2 separate regions of the Anas platyrhynchos genome follow, and region 2 is linked to region 1. The links are chromatin contacts, called in public Hi-C maps. All regions are on one chromosome and are shown on one strand. Each heading gives the region's core, a stretch centred on a gene start, on an enhancer-like site or on the middle of the called end of the contact. The rest is flanking DNA. Distances are from core to core; before and after follow the strand shown. Region 1 holds the start of SNX16 (sorting nexin 16). Region 2 holds the start of MRPL53 (mitochondrial ribosomal protein L53).

The links. Hi-C and Micro-C count contacts between places; a contact is called where the count stands out from the background.
Region 2: a contact with region 1 is called in a Hi-C map of subcutaneous adipose tissue, with 2.1 times the contacts expected there. The contact joins the promoter of MRPL53 here to the promoter of SNX16 in region 1. A contact is called at or near these places in 3 of 8 Hi-C or Micro-C datasets (liver, skeletal muscle and subcutaneous adipose tissue).

The regions. Positions count from the first base shown.
Region 1 is chr2:29,454,317-29,457,394 of IASCAAS_PekinDuck_T2T, reverse strand. It overlaps SNX16 (sorting nexin 16), which reads right to left and starts at 1,662. Exons shown (of 8, transcript XM_027452412.3): 1 at 1,508-1,662.
Region 2 is chr2:29,657,781-29,660,858 of IASCAAS_PekinDuck_T2T, reverse strand. MRPL53 (mitochondrial ribosomal protein L53) reads left to right here and starts at 1,641. Exons shown (of 3, transcript XM_038175319.2): 1 at 1,641-1,798; 2 at 2,295-2,407. The coding sequence starts at 1,710.

The sequences.
Region 1 (3,078 bases), core at 413-2,912:
ATCCCAAATTGTGAGCCAATGCATACTAAAGGGTGTCGATCCCAATACTTGCTTGTAAAAGAGATCCTTTGCTCAAGCTCACAATAAACACACCCATAGTTAAATAAAAGGAGCCAATGCTATCAGTATCTCACCCATGTTCCTACAACTCTGAATAGTAACAGAAGAACACTCTTTGAGTAATGGAAGCATCTGGTCAAATGATCTAACGGCATGCCATGTCATTTAATATGATATATGTATTTCAAGAAAACAGAAAATATAGAAAGATATTAAATCAGAACTTACTATACTTATGAATACATGCATATGCAAATTCATCTTAAACCGTAAAAGTATAAAAATCTCCAACTATCTAAGATACTTATGAATTACAACAGGGTTTAAAAATCACATTAATATATGCTTCATAAAGGCTAAACTTGTGAAAATGGCACCATGCTCAAACAAGGGTCACAACTTCAGGTCTTAAGTCTTTCTATGTGAGGCTTACTGCCAATTCACGTCACAGAAGAAACAGAAAGCAATTTAGTAAGATACTTTAGGACAAGTCACGGTGCTCCTTGCTCACAGCATTGCAACAAGGAGGGATGGTTTAGGTGGGCACTACTTGAGCTTCCCGGCAGCCTGGGCTTGCATCACTGCGTTAAACCAGTGGCATGATCGCGCCCCACCAACTTTCCAAATAAACAGCGCACTCGTGACACCTATAATATAAACCAGCTGCTGCGCTCTATTTCTTGTACTAAGTACTTAACTACCTTAACTCGTTAATAAGAAATTTGCTCCCCGTTCAGAACCCGCGTTTGGCTCAGCCTGCTCCCCAGCTGCAAATTAAAAAACGCAATAAAAAGATGAGAACATTTGCCGGGCTGGACTGCTAAGTGTGAAACAGGATCGGAGGGCGCCCCAGGAGCCCTGCCACATGCCACAGGACAGGCTGGTGGCAGCCAGCCCAGCCTGGTGCTCGCCTCCCCTTCTGTAGGTGAGGCGAGAAGGCTGCAGCAAAACCACTTGAAAGGCTTTGCCTCCAGTTTGAAGCTCCTGCAGCTCCAACCCCTTGTAAGAGCTAATGGGTTTTAGGCTCAGGGAGAAACACGTAGGCCATCCAGTTCGGGGCTAACAGACCATGAAACAGAACAATCCCTATTTAAGGCTGGTCATGGGATTTAGGAGAGTTTCGGCTCCGCGTTGCCACTCGGTTACACTCCGCAGGTCTCTGCCTGGGCGGCCAAGCCCGGCTGAGCCCCGTTTTTTTAGGATTTAAGCACCACAGCGGGCTGTTTCCTTAAGAACTACAGAAAAATAAATAAAGAAACCACTCGCTGTGCTCGCTTACACAACTCCAAAACAGAACCACCCCCCCCCACCCCACGACGACTCGGTGCCGGCTCGGCTCCCCTACACCCCCTTACCCCAAACGGCCGCCCCGCACTAACCGCCGCGGGCCCCCAACCGCCTCAGCGCCGCCGTCCCCCCGCTGCCGGCCGCCCCCCGCCCCGCTCACCCGTTCGCCGCCGCCTCCGCCCCGCTCGCCTCAGCCCGGCCCGGCCCGGCCCCGCCCCGGGTGCCGGGGAGGCGGGCTGGCGGCTCGCTACCTGAGCTTCGGAGGAGGAAGAAGGGAGCGGGCGGGGCGGCGCGCGGACTACAAGTCCCGTCATGCCCCGCCAAGGTAACGCCGGGTGGTTCACGGCGGCGGCTTGCCGCGGGGCATTCTGGGTGATGTAGGCGGCGCGTGGTCGTGGTGGGGATTGTAGTTCCAGAGGAATGGGGCGGAATGGGGGGGGCTGAGGGCCTTGTGCGCCGCCCTCACCGCAGCGCTGCCCCGAGGGCGGGCAGGGGGCTGCGGGACCCCCGCAGGGGGACCTGGCCCTGGGCCTGGCTGAGGGACGAGGCGGGCTGCGTGTCCCTGCTACGCAGCCCCTGTGCTCCACAACGTCATGTCGCTGTAACGTCATGTCGCTTTGACGTCATGTCGCGCCACAGCGCCGCGGATCACTGCCATGTCGCGATAGATTCTGGCGTGACCATCTATCAGCAATGGTAGTGGGGTTCCGTGTTAAATTTCACGGATGAAAGCGACAAGATAGTTCCATGCAGGGGGATTTTATTATTATTATTATTATTATTATTATTATTATTATTATTATTATTATTATTATTATTATTATTATTATTATTATTATTATTATTATTATTATTCTTGGAAATGTGGGGAATAAACCAGCCTTGCAGTATCTCAGTGGCTTGTGCAAGTAATGAGGAGCGTGGTATTGTGGAGAAAGTGAAAGCAGCACAATCTTTGTCCAAAAGTGTATTATCTTCATACGCCTTATATTTATACACCATACATGTATACACCCTACAAACACCATACACACAACTTCTGAAAAAGTCCCTCCGTTGAGCTTGCATCTTGAGGTTACCACGTGCCTCTTTTTCTAGAGTTGCCTTTATTTTTAGTTCCCTACACCCCACACTTCAGCCCTTTATCTGTCAGGTATTTGAGGACTTTGGATATTTGGGATTTCTGTGTGTCAGCAGCTTGCTAGCACAGTAGCAGTGACTGCTGTCAGACATCTCCCCGTGCTCACAACGGTGGGCGCTGTTAGATGCTGGAACAGAAAATATTCCCCCTTTTGTTCAAACCCTGCACAGCTGATCTGATTACTTGTAACATGCCTGGTACCTTAAAACCTGGCCAGTGAGATGATTGGATCTGTGACTGCAAACAGTAGCATAGTCCTATTGCATTACCCAGTCAATACTAGTCTGGGAGCTACCGACACCACCTGAGCATTATGCTTCTTCTGCTGGGACTGTATTCCTAAAGTCAAAGGAAATTGTGTTTTTATTTTTTATGTTATTATTTATTTATCTATTTATTGTGTCATTGTTTAAATAGCACATCAGACTGTTTGGAATTTATTTTGAACTTATATTTTTTTTTAATTGATGTTGTTCTTTTCAACTAATTTCCTCAGATTTGGCAGGGTAGCTTGCATTCATTGTGAGTAGAATTAATAGAGTTGAAAAGCATTTGTCAAGGACTGGTACAGAAGCCATGGCACAAGGAAC
Region 2 (3,078 bases), core at 392-2,891, 200 kb before region 1:
CTGAAATCAGCAGGGCGCCCCCTCCGAAGGTCTTTCAATCAGATTGCCTTCATCCGAGTCACGGCACCAAATTTGTTATAAGTTGCCCCCTTAATTAATTTTCAGAGAGCATTGCATTAATAATAGAAAGGAATTTATTGAGTAAGCAACAGCAAGCAAAACAGCGCTGGGCGGCCGGGGAGTCTCGGCTCCACCAACGGCGCGCACCTCACCCCCGCCAGGGTCCCTTTTTATATCTTGGTAATTCCGGGATTACGCAGCACATCCTGGTATATTCTGCGACTGCGCGCACTGTTGCTAGGGGGTCGTCTCTGTCCCTCTGGTGGTCGTGAAGTTGAAGGCCATAGTCTTCCTTGGCACTGTGGTTCAACTTCTTTTTTTTATTTGGTCATGTTGGCCCAGCGTGAGACAGGAAGGCAGGATGTTGATACACTAGGTTAGCAATTTATCAGGAGATGGTTACATGAGCTTTGCAGCAGTGTCTTTAAACAAAAGAGGCAACAGATGCAGAAGGAGAGAAGGGGAGGGGGGGGGGGGGGTTTCTCTTTTTTGTTACATTAAGCAAAAGAATTTTCATAGTGTCTAGCCAAGCATTATACAGCTCCTTACTTCAGCAGGGAGTTTTCACAACTCCCGTTCCTCAAACAGAACTCCTTGTTTTTACAAAAGACAGTGAACAAACATTTATTGTGTATTACATAACCCATCAGAAAAAAAAAAATGTATTCACTTCCAATACAAAATGCATCTCTTCTGGTTGATATATTCCAAAATATTTCCTCTAACGTATTCCTGGTCATATTGCCTACGTGTTATATTTATCCTCATTAATATCCTCAGTTACTCAACCATATTGAATAAACTACAGTACTTCTGAATGACATCAAAATCTGTCACCTAATAGGGATAGAAGTAAAAGTAAAATAAATACAAATAGATAAATACATAAATAAATACAGACTTCCCAAGCAACCTTACTTCTTAAATTAATGGATAAAATACGATAGCTTCCCTGTTTTATTCCATAACCTCTGCTTATGGTACGCAATTTTAAGTGGTACTGGCGCCCTGAGCAGATCCTTTATGTCAATTTTATGTCAAAAGCTTGCCTTTTTTCTCTAACTTTACTGGACTAACAAAAATATTACCTCTTTCCATATACTTTTTCCCCCTCTTTTTAGTATTATTGGAGGATCACTGTCACACCTGTAATATACTAAAATATCTACTCCAGTTAAGAAGTTTGTAACAGGGAATATGATCAGAACAAGTGGAAATCATAAGGTGTAATCCCTTTGCGGTAGGGCAGCCAGCTGCTGTTGGCACATCTCAGATCAGACACTGCTTAGGGGCAGGTCAGTACAAAGACTTGGGGCTATGACTGCAATGGTTTCTGCTCGAGTAGACCTTCACACCTTAGGTTTATGCTGCTTATGTTTGGGTACTTAAATCCATGTCTAAATAGGGATTTAGGGCATTACACAGGCGAAAGAAGAGTCAGTTGGCCTCTCTCCTTTAACTATAGACAAGCACAGCCTGGAGCAACCCCAGATCATTAAATGAGGCTCGTAGGAATACCCGGGGGAGAGGCCGTCTCAGCGCCTCGCGGACTACATTTCCCAGGCGGCCTTGCGGCAGACAGCCCGCCCTCCCATTGCCCTCCTCCGCGAGGGGCCTGCTGGGAGTTGTAGTAGAGGGGCAGCGAGAAGATGGCGACCAAGATCAACGTAGTGCTGCGGCCGGTGAAGAGTATCGTGGTGCGCTTCTGCCCCTTCGAGTCCAACGTGGAGAGCACCAGGTGAGGGGCGCCGGGGGGCTGTCAGGCAACCCCGGCCCCCCGGCGGCGTTGGTGTGCCCTGGGCCTCGGGCCTGCGCCGGGGGGGGGGGGACCTGGGCCTGCGCTGAGGAGCTGGGGGGGGGCACAATGACCTTGGGGTTACTTCAATTAACCCCAAGTTAATTGACATAACTTGTTAGTAACCCAGCTGGGAGAAACGCCTTGAAGTTTTGCGAAGTTCTTTCTACGTGTTAAGTATATAAGGAACATCCGTGTGGATTTTCACAAATAAAAATCCAAACGAAAAAATCCTCATAAAAAAAAAATCCAAATAAATAAAAATCCTAATAAAAAATCCCCATAAAAAGTACGTCTGAAACTATTAAATACAAATTCCATTATGTTTACGCTTCTGTCACCCTGCCATGTCAAGCTGTTCAAATCAGTTTTTAAAATATCTTCCATGTGTTTGCTGAACTTCTCCCTACAGTGTACTCAGTATATCTTTATCTTTCAGAAAATTTCTTGAATGTATAAGCCGTAAAAAAATACAAGCCACCAACAGGAACTGCGAGGTGACTGCGGATGTGAGACACGATGGGTCTGAACCACTTGTCGATGTTATGTTTGGTAAGGAGTTCTTTTTGAATCCTTACAAAAAAAACCTTCCAAGTTTGTGTTTTTACAGCATTACTGTATCCTTTATGATACTTTTTGCTGTGGTTTCTTGTTTTTGGTTCTGGTTTACACCTAAATGTGCAGCAGGGAGGAAAAAAGGAAGAGGGAGTCGCTGAGGGTTTGATATATATAGAAACATGCATGTATGTCTTTGTGCTAGTTAGACCTGGTAGGGTTGAGTCTGCTTGTGCAGTAACGTACTTGTGGGACCACACAATCAAACAGAGTTCCAGGGAAGGACGTGTAGCTTTGTTTTGATGTAAGAATCTGTTCACTTTGTAATTTATTTATTTTTTTTTAACCTATGGTGGAGGCATCTTGGTCTTGAGAATAGAAAAGTTTATACTTTCAGCTGCTTATACAACTGAGCAACTTGCTGTGTAGCTTGAAGGAACTGCTCATATAAGACCATACGTGTGCAGGTGGCCTTGCAAAATGAGGTCAACTGGAGTACAATGAATTTCTCGGTTTGCTTTGAGAGTACAGTGAGGAGGAAGGGATGATGGTGGAAATTTCCTCAGTTCTGGAAGCAGCCCAGATTCAAGGCTATGAACAGATGGCTGTAATCTGCTTTTGTCCTTTTCTCTGGCTGCATCTTCTTTCCTGCTGTGCTGTAATGGCCC